Linked DNA regions of Columba livia: region 1 is linked to region 2. Evidence: chromatin contacts called from public Hi-C data. All regions are on one chromosome and are shown on one strand. Each heading gives the region's core, a stretch centred on a gene start, on an enhancer-like site or on the middle of the called end of the contact. The rest is flanking DNA. Distances are from core to core; before and after follow the strand shown. Region 1 holds the start of FABP2 (fatty acid binding protein 2). Region 2 holds the start of RPL7L1 (ribosomal protein L7 like 1).

The links. A called contact is a pair of places that touch in the nucleus more often than the background predicts.
Region 1: a Hi-C map of crop shows a contact between it and region 2, with 3 times the contacts expected there. The contact joins the promoter of FABP2 here to the promoter of RPL7L1 in region 2. A contact is called at or near these places in 2 of 2 Hi-C or Micro-C datasets (crop and liver).

What each region holds. Positions count from the first base shown.
Region 1 is chr4:67,373,686-67,379,469 of bColLiv1.pat.W.v2, forward strand. It overlaps FABP2 (fatty acid binding protein 2), which reads left to right and starts at 3,471. Exons shown (of 4, transcript NM_001282808.1): 1 at 3,471-3,563; 2 at 4,245-4,417; 3 at 5,004-5,111. The coding sequence starts at 3,497.
Region 2 is chr4:67,193,002-67,199,195 of bColLiv1.pat.W.v2, forward strand. It overlaps RPL7L1 (ribosomal protein L7 like 1), which reads right to left and starts at 4,274. Exons shown (of 6, transcript XM_065062764.1): 1 at 4,124-4,274; 2 at 3,865-3,973; 3 at 1,971-2,134; 4 at 1,652-1,789; 5 at 1,160-1,269; 6 at 1-916. The coding sequence starts at 4,137. The coding sequence ends at 708.

The sequences.
Region 1 (5,784 bases), core at 2,221-4,720, 180 kb after region 2:
TTATTTACCCACAGCATTAATTAGGCTACATCGAGCTCCTTGTTGCTAGGCCACCTCTACTTATGATGAAGTTGGCTTTACTGAGGTAGAATTCTCTGCTTATCATATTGATATGAATTTGAGTATTGTGGCTTAAATGCTTAATAAAACTTCACAATAAGGTATCCCGAGGCACTTAAATCCATCCCAAGACATATAGAAGAATCACAAAGTAAGAAAACACACATAAACACAGCCAAATCAGCTGAAAACTATTTTAATATAATAATATTTACATAAGTATATTATGTTTATGCTGGCACCAAGCCAATATCACTCCACAGTAAAGCTGAGTTCTACCACCTTAGATAATTTTACGCAGAAAAACTTGAAGACAAGCCACAAAACAATAAATGGGATAGATTAATATAACCGATTGCAAAATATTTTTTGTCACCCTGCTCTTTGGAACCTCATTGGCAATTACCATCATAATACAGCTTGGTATGATTATTACAGACTGGCACGATGAGAGTGGCATAACCATATAAGTTAATAATTTGTTTCCACCCACTTTGTTTAAAGATCAAACTTCAAGTTAATAAGTTGTTCCATTGTCAGTGTTCTGAAGCTGGCACATTGCAGAAAGCCACAATGCCAAGAATCCACACCCTTATCTTTCATGACTTTTATGCAATCAGCAATAGTATAAATAAAACACCAAGTTTTTCAGTGCACCACCTATGCAAAAATTAGAGTTTTACAAACCGGACGGGGAAAATGTAGATTGAAGAACGAAAAATGCTGGGGAATATTCCAACATTTTAAAAAAATAATAATCTATAAAGCCAATTTTAAGTATAATTCTAGAAGGAAAATCAGCTTTTATAGGAACTCAAAAAATTTGGAATAAATTGTATATCGTATGGTTCTAGTACACATAAGAAAAGTGATTGCAGATTTTAGTGCATTAATAGTCCTAAGTAACTCACATAAACTGTGAAAGATTAAAAAGACGGCTGCTTGTTCTAGCACTGTTATTCCATCAGACCTCAGAGAAGAACAGTTCTTCGTGCTGTCAGCACTACACCAATGTCGAGACATGAAACTCATAAATATTGACCACCTATATAGATTCTCACTTAACTGACAGATCTATGGGGCTGGCATGAACAGGATCCTAAGGATTCATGCCCAGTGAAAAGAAACACTAAGGAAGGGGAAAATGGGACAGAAATGGAGCAACACACTGTAACGTAAAATTTAGGAACCAAGGACTCACTGCTCCCATGGTGAAAAGGTTTGGAGTTGGCTGGTTAGCCCGACTTCTGAGGGAGACCAAAGAATCACAAGTGGGGAAAGGCAATTTGTGAGATAACTGACTAGAAAAGCACATCTGAAATCTTCCTGTTAGTTGAGGACTCACTCCAGAAGACCCTCCCCCTTTTTTAAGGATGAGAAAAACTGCTGAAGTCTGATGTAGAAATTCACTCTTAACCTGCAGAATGTCACTACTCCAAGTTATTTTTTCATAAGTTAATACGGACTAGATTCAAACGAGGAGAGTAATCAGTAACATTAGTTTTGTTTAAATGTATAAACACTACTTCAGACACCTTAATATTTCTTGAATGAAACGAATCAGCAAGTTCCTGGAGAGAATGCATAACCTACCTAAGAAGTAGAAAAGCTTTCTTGAAATACCCAAAATAAAAGGTCATTCCTTTTTGTTAGTTTTAATATATGTCTGGATTTTTTACTGTATACAACAGAATTGGTTCAAAAGTTGCACCACACCATAATATCATAGAATGTCCTGAGTTGGAAGAGGCCCAGAGGATCGAGTCCAGCTCCTGTCGCTGCATATGACAACCCCACAGTTCACACCATGTGTCTGAGGGCATTGTCCAGTCTAATAATTCCGCTGTTAGAAAGAACTCTTTTGCAAAGACTCTAAAGGAGAGTTACTAATTTTCTTAAGCAACAATAAATTGGATGAACTATAACCAGACACCAAGTATTTTTGTTTATGTATATATAGTAAATAAATAATATAGATCAACAAGAATAACTACAAAGGTCAAGAAACACTCCAGTGCAATAAAAAGAAACAATGCGACTCTAATAGAAAAATATTTTGCCCATTTTCTGAGCTGGCTGAGGAGTAAGATGGGCATCCATCACAGCACTGGGCATGGTCTATGAAACTTTTTAAGACACTGAGTTTGGATTCAGCACCATGCTAACCCAACTACACATCTTCCATTTTACCGCTGGCTGATTTTTACCCAGTTCCAATTACAGAGGATGGCACATATATATCTTCCTAAGACAAACGTCTTACCTGTACCTGACAATGCTCCAGTTTACAGTGAGATGCAGCATTTCAATTTTATCCTTCACAAAAGATAATTCTGGAATTCCAATATTTATAGAAAGTCAAGGTTTTTTTCTACCAAAATTATGCCTACTTATTTGCAAATTTTATCTTACAACTTTCATGTAAGTCAAAGTGATAAAAAACTGCATAAAAATGTGGGAAGAAGCTGCACATAAAAACTACAAAATGAGATCTAAATGGTGTTGTTAAATGTGAAGTACTACCCTCATCGCTGTTAAGAATAAACAGCCTTTCATCTGGCAGTCTTCTTTATCCTGAAATATGGGAATATAAGAGGTAGGAAGGGGAAAGAAGGGGTAGCTAGTTCAGGAAGAGTGGCAGACTCTGCTTCTTCTTAGCCTTAGAGAAAAAAAAGGCACTTCTGCGGTGGAACACCATAGCTTTGAGGAAATCAAACTACAGTAGCTGGAACAGTGGTAGATGAGAGGACAAGCTGCAGCCTGAAGAGCATTCACTGAATGGGTTATAATGGAGAAAATTTGTAGAAACTGCTCAGAATTTAAACTTTATGTTAGAGAGTGAACAGATTAATACAGAATTTCATCCCAATTTTCATAGCTCAGCACTAGACAAGAAGCAAGCAAATAGTTTTCTGAAACAACCTGTACACATTCGGTAAATCCTCTGCTCCATGTTTAATATGTGAAGAAGAACAAATCTCAACCAAATTATAACAGACAAAGTAGAGATTCGTGTTTGGTTGGTTGGGTAAATATATTTTCTCCAGTTGCATGAACTCTCCCACTAGCATGAAGATACAACAGAGGTAGAAAATGTCAAGAAATTTTCTTACTAATTATCGCTTACACTAGATACCTGATTTTTACCACAACTCAAATATGGTGAATAAAACAAATGCATTAGCAATTCTTGATTAAGAAGAGCAATAAAGATAACGTCATGATTTGGGGGCAATAAGGGAGAGATTCAACAAGCAGTGTGGTCCTTATTGGAAATTTGATTAAACTACAGTAAACTTCTCCTTGAAAAGATCAGTGCACCAGTTGAGCTTTAGTCCGCCACATCATCCTGTAAATTGCTTTCGAGATAAGCCAGTTCATAAATTCTCTTTGCAAAGCTCTGTTACTTCAGAAAAGTCCTCCTACAGACAGAAACATGGCATTTAATGGTACTTGGAAAATCGACAGAAATGAGAACTATGAAAAGTTCATGGAGGCAATGGGTAAGTCTTACTTTTCCAATTCCTTCTACAAGAATAATACCACTCTGGCTGGATACAAACTCCAGCTGCCTGTGACCCACCTTGTGGCTGGCCTGTCCCCTTGCTGTTTGCTGCTCTGCCCTTGCACAGTGTACTGTATTTATTTTCAAAAGATTCTACAGTGGGTGAAAAAGTTTCTGAGAAATGTTCTGATTTTAATGACATTATGTTAATCTTAAGCAATTTAACTTATTCCATCAGATTCATTTCAGCAGAGGAAAGAATCTCTAAGTCTACACTTGAGGAAAATGGTCAGAGAATTTGAATTACAAACTTTAAGCAGAATTCTATAGCAGGAATATGCTTTTAATAACATTAAACTAGTTTAAAAATTACACAGGGAGGAAATAATCGTTCTTCAGTTTTATAGAAACACATTATTCAAGTCATTTTAACATACTGATTCTTACCTCAAGTTTGTACAAACTGGTGTTATATGCGTATAAACATGACCATTCCAGTGAGATAGTAATTCGTATTTTATCAGTACTGGTGAATATGACTTCAATAAAAAGTGAAGAAGAATAAATATTCAGGCCAGAATGCTGGAATAAACTCACTTGACCACATAAAAGTTATTAAAAAGAGACAAATACGATGTTCTATTTTTTTTTTCTGATTTATGTTAATTGATTTTTTTAGGTATTAATGTGATGAAGAGAAAGTTAGGAGCCCATGATAATCTGAAGATCACTATTCAACAAGATGGAAACAAATTTACGGTCAAAGAATCAAGCAACTTCCGTACTATAGATATTGAATTCACTCTGGGAGTCAATTTTGACTACAGTCTGGCTGATGGGACTGAACTTACTGTAAGAGACTTTTAATATCATTATCTATTTATTATATGATAATAACTTTATGAAGTACAGTTTCAAGATGAATTATTTGTCTTCCTAGTTTTTAATTTAAATTTGACTTTTAAAGTGTGGCTGTTCAGGAATACTTGCAGCTTATATACAAAAATACAAGGTAGTCTTAACTGTTAATGGTTCAATACTGTACTGTGAAACTTGGGGTTCCATACAGTGCCCAAAAAGCAGAGGATACAGCAATTTGCACATGATGAAATTTATGTGACTGCTATTTTACTTATAATACTCAAGTACACCACTTAGAATGTAGAGTGGGTATTTATAAGAAATTAGTTTTTCTCTATTGATATAAATAATTAAAAGAAGGTGTACTGAGCACTAAAAAAGTTAGCTTGCCTAATACGCAATTAAATAAACTAGTGGTTTTATTAAAAATTCATTTTTACAGTCTTTCCATCAATGTCAAAACCCCCATAATTACACTGTTTTAATCTCTTCCCACTTTTAAGCATTCCTGCAGTCTTTAAATCAAATCTGTGTCATATTTACTGCAAAATATTTGGGGTTATTTTTCCCATTGTAGGGTTCTTGGAACATGGAAGGAGATAAACTTGTAGGAACATTTACAAGAAAAGATAATGGAAAACCACTCAAAGCACACAGAGAAATCATAGGTGACGAACTTGTTCAGGTGAGTTAAGCAGTCGCTTCCATATAACTTTACAATCTAATGAACTTTAAAAATTAAAAACTTTTTTAAAGGTAAGAAATATTTTCTTCAAGCCAAATAACCTCATTTATCTTTAGTTAAAATTCTCCAGTCCAGTCATCTATCAAGACTTAGAACAAAACTGTCTATCCATGATTTTTAGGTTTTTCCTACCCATGTGAACTGTATCTTAGCAATGCATTCTGAAGCCTGTGAACAGAAGCTGTATATAGATAGGTACATGCTATATAGATAGGTACACGCTATATAGATGTGTCCCAACTGAAGGCCCTTCTCCAAGTGTCTGCCTTGTAAAAGCCTTCCTACAGGAGCTTACTACAGGGTAATGCAGACAATGGCTGATAAATACCCTTCTAAAACAAAGTTTAGGGTTGGAGCAGGGCGAAATCTGAGACCAAAGGGAAATGCTTCATAGCTCTGCAGTAAAGCCAGAAACTGAACGGAACTGCAATGCTTTAAGATCCTCTGTGCTAGCAAGTCAGAAGTGTCTTAGAAAAAATAAAAAACAAAACAAAGCAAACAACTATGGACAGGTGTGAAATTTGAGATACCAAAAACATACAGTCCAACTCTTCAGTCCTTCTTCACATTTCTAATAAAACAGTCACACAGGTGAAACTTGTAAAGTAGTGGT
Region 2 (6,194 bases), core at 3,024-5,523:
AGGTGCATTTCAAGGAGCACAACTTCAAGCACTTCCCCCAGGGAAGACTGGATCAAAGGACTGAGTACAAGTCAGCTATAACACAAATTTCAATCAGGACACAACAACCACTGCTTTATACCAAATATGAGATCAGGGGGCAGCTGGTACAGAGCCAGCAGTAATGAGTATAGAAAACTTGTTTTACAGGAATCCAGAATCCAGATTGCTCCAGAAAGTTAAAGTCACTTTTTTTTGTACCAAATACAATTTAGCATCATATTCTTCTTCAAGGACCAGCCCAAGTGCATCTCCATCACCATCTACATATTTTTTCTTTGGTTATAAAGGTACCAACAGTCAAGAGATGTATTATATCATTTAATATAGCCCATGCCCATGAAAAGTACACGTGATAGGAACAGGTTATAAATCCTGGAGCTTCCAAAAGACCCTGCACAACAGAAAGAATGAAGTTCAAAAACCAAACAAACCCCACAACAGTCACTTCAACACAATCTCCCAGAAGTCAAGCTTTTATGGAGGTGTCCAATAGGATTTGCCGATACCTAATGGGACCCAAGCTCTTCATTACTTTCCTCTCCCTTCAGGGTCATTTCTGAAGTGATGAATCCAAAACAAAGGAGTCCCTGCATGTCCGATGGCAGTATAGTTATCAGGAAACCAGGTAAGATGTAGAAGGCACACAACAGGCATTCCTCACCTGACTAGTTCAGCTGGCGTATAAGCTGGTTGATTGCTTCACCTCTGCAGCCGGGCTTACCCATTTCCTTGAGGAAACCCACTTTGTTACGTGAAGCATGGCGAGCCACGGACAGATGGAATGGCCATAGAAACTTTGTGACTTTTTTGAAATATTTCCCAGCTGAATAGATTTCATGAATAAGGTCTTCCAGGCAAATAATACCACAGTCCCCTGCAGGAAAAAAATTATAAATAAATCAATAGTAATTAAAACAAAACAAAACATCCTCCACAAACAACAGACACGAGACGTCCAGCTGTATTATCTTTCCTGACGCTACTCCAGAATTGCCACTCCTCCATATGCAGTTCTTGCAACGTTTCTCCTCCCTTCCGCCTCTCTTAGGTCAGACTGCAAACTCTCAACATCCACCTCTTTTCCCGATTCACTTCATTCTTGCCTCCATTTCCTCACCTAAATGTTCCTCTATCAGCATATTGTCTGTCAGAGGTACCCTCTTCTTCTTAATCTTGGCTTGGCCCCGTTTCAGGATGAGCTCTCGTACTGATTTCAGATTAGGGTGTCTGCACAAAAAGAAAAATCAGATTCTGTAACAGAGACACAAGATGCAGCAGAAGTCCCACTCTACTTCTTTGTAGAAAGGTAGGAAAGTATCACAGTATCTCAGTATGTTTGGGATTGGAAGGGACCTCAAAAGATCATCTAGTCCAATCCCCCTGCTGGAGCAGGAACACCTAGGTGAGGTCGCACAGGAACACGTCCAGGTGGGACCAAGTAACCAAGTTACGTTTAGAACAATGAGAAAAGGGACACTAACAAGCTTCAGATATAAAATACACCAAGTTTTGATCATTACTAGAAAAGCCAGCTATGGATCTGTGATACCAGATGGAGAATCAAAAAGCTGTATGTAGATACAAACTACTATCAAGTCACAGGACTCACCCCCATGCCACATAAGGTTCCACAATCCGCAGCATCTTCAGTGATAACGGCGTCAGTTTAACAAATGTTCCAGTGAAATTTTTTCTCAGCCGCAGCAAATCAATCACTCTTTTTACCCTCCGGCTCACTCCCTTAATACTGAGTCAGAAAAAAAAAAGTACTATAATAATAGCCACATTTCTCTAATACAGCAACAAAAGGCCTCAGATTATCTGCAAAGAAACACGTCTGGGTCGATCACACTTTCTTTGCTTTGAAATGGTATGACAGTTACAAATAGCAGCAATAACAAAGGTAAGGCGTAACAAAAGTTTCTTACTCTGCAATCCGCACAACAAAGGCCAGTTTGTGCTCCTGAGGTACAACTGTCTGCCCCGGTCTCTGCTCCATGCGTCTCAGACGGACATCATCTCGGTGTTTGCGCCATGAATCTCGAACAAAAGCCTCAAGGCGTTTAAACTGGATTTGTTTCCCTTTCTGTTGCTAGAGACAAAAGGATAAGAAATTATCACCCTTCCCAACAGTCTTAGAGGTTTGCATCTCAAGGGCCAAATCAAATTCAGAACTCGATAAACTATGCTCTTTCGGTTTTAGAGGAAGTAAGAAAATAAATTCGATCATCTAAGCCCAAAAGAGACAGAACTGAGGGACAACATTTGAATTTACAAACTTCAAGCAGTTAGCTATAGTTTATGAATAGTGAACAAACAGTTTTTCCTCAGAACAAAAATAAGTTAGGAAAAACAGAAGATGACCCATGATGCTTCTAAGCATAGGAGAAATCAAATGGAAGAACTTACAGTCACAGACAGACAGATCTGCCCACCTACATACACAGCTCAGCCAATCACTGGGAAAGCCAGAGACAACGTACGTATCTGGGTAAAAAGGATGCTACAGCAGTAGCCTAGTGTGACTTAAAATTACCACCCAACAAAAAATAACTGGATTTAAAGTTCTTCCCTATAAAGGAGCACACACAAACAAAACCCCAAGCTTTCAAATAACTATTAAGTATTACTGATTTAAATACAGAAAATCCAGACCACTTGAAAAAAAAATTTCAGAGTTATGGGAGAATGTAAAGCATTTTTTTACGTTAAGAAGATGTTTAAATGCCTATGCTTAGGCTCAGGAACAAGTACATCCACCTAAACCATATTCCTTTCTCATATGAACAGGAGCAGAACGCGCATGGCAGTTACCCAATACTATTGTAATAACTATCAGCTAAGTTATTACACTATGTTAAAAATAAATAATCTAACGTTATGTGTCTTCTGTTCTATTTCACCTTGTGAATCACCCATGAAATTGGTTTGAATTTTCAAAGCAGGTAGACTTGATCAAAATCTCACCACTAGGGTAATTTTTCTAGAGAGAATCTTAAAAGCTTTTTAGCTATTTAAGATTATTGTTTATGCTCCCAGCTTAGAAATACAGCAAACCATTCATATAGTTAAACATAAACACAAAAATGGCAGGAGTTTTGCACGTCAGGCACCTGCTACATCAGCTGAGATCCAGTGGAACACGCCTCAAAGCCTGAAATCAAAAGGTTTGCTGCACTTTGCCCATCTGAAAACCACACACAGCAGATGCACAGGGGTCTCTGCGCTAGCAACACAAGCCACCCTACACGTGCAAAAAGGCTTCACAATGACCTGCCTATGCTCTAACAGATTTATTTAGCTAATGATACATACCTAACCCTAAACACACCCTCAGAAAAGCAGAATGTCTCCATAAGGGCTTACAACGCAAAGGTGAATTGGTTTCAGGCAGTGCACTCCCATGGTAACACAAACAATTTGACAGCATTGCATTTTATGTGTGACTACACACACAACCCCTTTGGTAATCACTAATATAAGACAAACGACTCAGAGCCTTTAATAAATTTGTGCTTTGGTGTAACGGCCCAAAAGGTTTAGTCCTCTCTACTGGGCTCATTAAGGTAAGATGCTCATCAACTGAAGCAATGAACTCAGGCTCGCCCTCACAGATGATCCATAGGACCAGCATCTCAGCGAACAGCTGCCTCCCTTGGCCCAGGCGCAGAGCTCGGCGTCCCCTCCGCAGAGGCAGCCGGTGGCTCAGACCGTTTGTAGGGCTGCACGGAATTACGGTTCCCTCCCCCGCAACACAACCCGGCCAGGGGCAGCCGCGCCGCGGGGCCGCCCGGGGTGTACATGTGCCGGGGGCACCCCTACCTTCCGCTTGTTGAGGAGCGCCTGCTTGGCCTGGGTGGCCTTGATGGCCTGGTAGGCCTTCCTCTTCTTCAGCAAGTTCTCCGGCACCAGCGGGATCCGCCGCCTCGGCCTGCGGGGCGGGAGAAGCCGTTCACATCCAGCCGCACGGCGCGGCACCGCAGCCCTCCCCACTGCCCCGACCGACCCCCCGGCCGCCGCCCCAGCCCCGCAGTCCCCCCGGATGGCAGCGGATCCGCGGCCACTGCCCAGCGCCACTTACTCTTCTTCCGCCATCTCGCCCGGGAGCCGGTGCCGCTGCGGCGCATGCGCCGGGGCGGGGCGCGCGGCCTGACGGGGCGGAGCAGGCGTCAGCGGGGCGGGGAGGGCGAGCCTTTGTTGTCCGGGCCATGATGTGTCAGCGGGAAGAGTCTGCGAGGAGATGGCCAGTCTCTGACAGCCCGGAAAGCAAGACCCGCACCCCCAGCAGAGAGTACCTTGAAACCAGGCACCTCCTCCGCCTTGCTTCAAACATCCCAAAGGATGCCGGAGCAGTGGAATAAAATAAAATAAAAAATAAGCAAATAAAAAGCAAAGGTGGTGTCTGTGAGTCCCCTCAGCTCTTCCAGCCCGTGCAGCAGCCATTGCCCACACTGCGGGGACAGCCCAGAGCGGGGTACCGCACACACGCTGATCCGGGCAGACACGGGCTGCTGCGGAGCCGACAGGCAGCTGCCACCATGGCCAGGCTGGGGATTTGCCTTGGGCTCAGACCTGACACAGCTTTGTGGGACCACAGCGCAGGTCTTAAGCATGTTCCCATTTATGCTGCTCCTCCATACTTAAAAGGCACCAAGTTCACAGAATCACAGAATGTCAGGGATTGGAAGGGACCTCAAAAGATCATCTAGTCCAATCCCCCTGCCGGAGCAGGAACACCCAGATGAGGTTACACAGGAAGGTGTCCAGGCAGGTTTTGAATGTCTCCAGAGAAGGAGTCTCCACAACCTCCCTGTTACAGTGTTTGTCACCCTCACTGTGAAGTTTCTTCTCATATTTAAGTGGAACCTCCTCTGTTCCAGTTTGTATCCATTGCCTCTTGTCCTATCATTGGTTGTCACCGAGAAGAGCCTGGCTCCATCCTTGTGACACTCACCCTTTATGTATTTATAAACATGAATGGGGTTCAGCCTTATCCCCGTCGTGAGCTCCCTGGAAAGGGCTGTGGCCCCTGGCTCTAACTGCTGCCCCGAGCAGCTTGCGTGGCCACGTCGAGAAGATGTTCTTGGGCTGTGATGTGTCCCTCTCCTCATTTCTCCTGGTGCAATGCAGATGTCTCACCACAACAGAGGTCTGCAATGGAGAAAAAGGCTTTCAAAAGGAGCTTGCCTTCCTGCCTCTCTTATGAACACCCTGGGGGCTTTGCTAGGAGGAAACAGGCCATTGTCTCTCCCTTCAGGTGGCTTCTAAGTGCAGCGGTTCCTGTGCCCATACAGCAGGTCCTGCCTGAAGAACCACAGTATCACAGTATGTTTGGGATTGGAAGGGACCTCAAAAGATCATCTAGTCCAATCCCCCTGCTGGAGCAGGAACGCCTAGGTGAGGTCGCACAGGAACATGTCCAGGCGGGTTTTGAATGTCTCCAGAGAAGGAGACTCCACAACCTCCCTGGGCAGCCTGTTCAGTGTCTGTCACCCTCACTGAGAAGAAGTTTTTTCTCAAATTTAAGTGGAACCTCTTGTGTTCCAGCTTGATCCCATTACCCCTTGTCCTATCATTGTTTGCCACCGAGAAGAGCCTGGCTCCATCCTCATGGCACTCACCCTTTATATATTTATAAACATTAATGGGGTCCCCCCTTAGTCTCCTCTTCTCCAAACTAAAGAGCCCCAGCTCCCTCAGCCTTTCTTCATAAGGGAGGTGCTCCACTCCCTTAATCATCTTGGTTGCCCTACGCTGGACCCTCTCCAGTAGTTCCCTGTCCTTCTTGAACTGAGGGGCCCAGAACTGGACACAATATTCCAGATGTGGTCTCACCAGGGCAGAGTAGAGGGGAAGGAGGACCTCTCTCGATCTACTAACCACCCCCCTTCTAATACACCCCAGGATGCCATTGGCCTTCCTGGCCACAAGGGCCCAGTGCTGGCTCATGGTCATCCTGTTGTCCACCAGGACCAAGTAGACCCAAGTAAGGACTCGTGGGCCACACAGCACACCTGATGTGTAGGCAGGCAGCTGGTCACAGCCGCTGAGGAAAGGATCTCAAATGTGGTCAAGGTGGTGTAAATCAGGGAGACAACTGCACCTCGCAGGCCGCAGGGCCAGCGGGAGGAGGCAGCAAGCCGCGTCCAGCT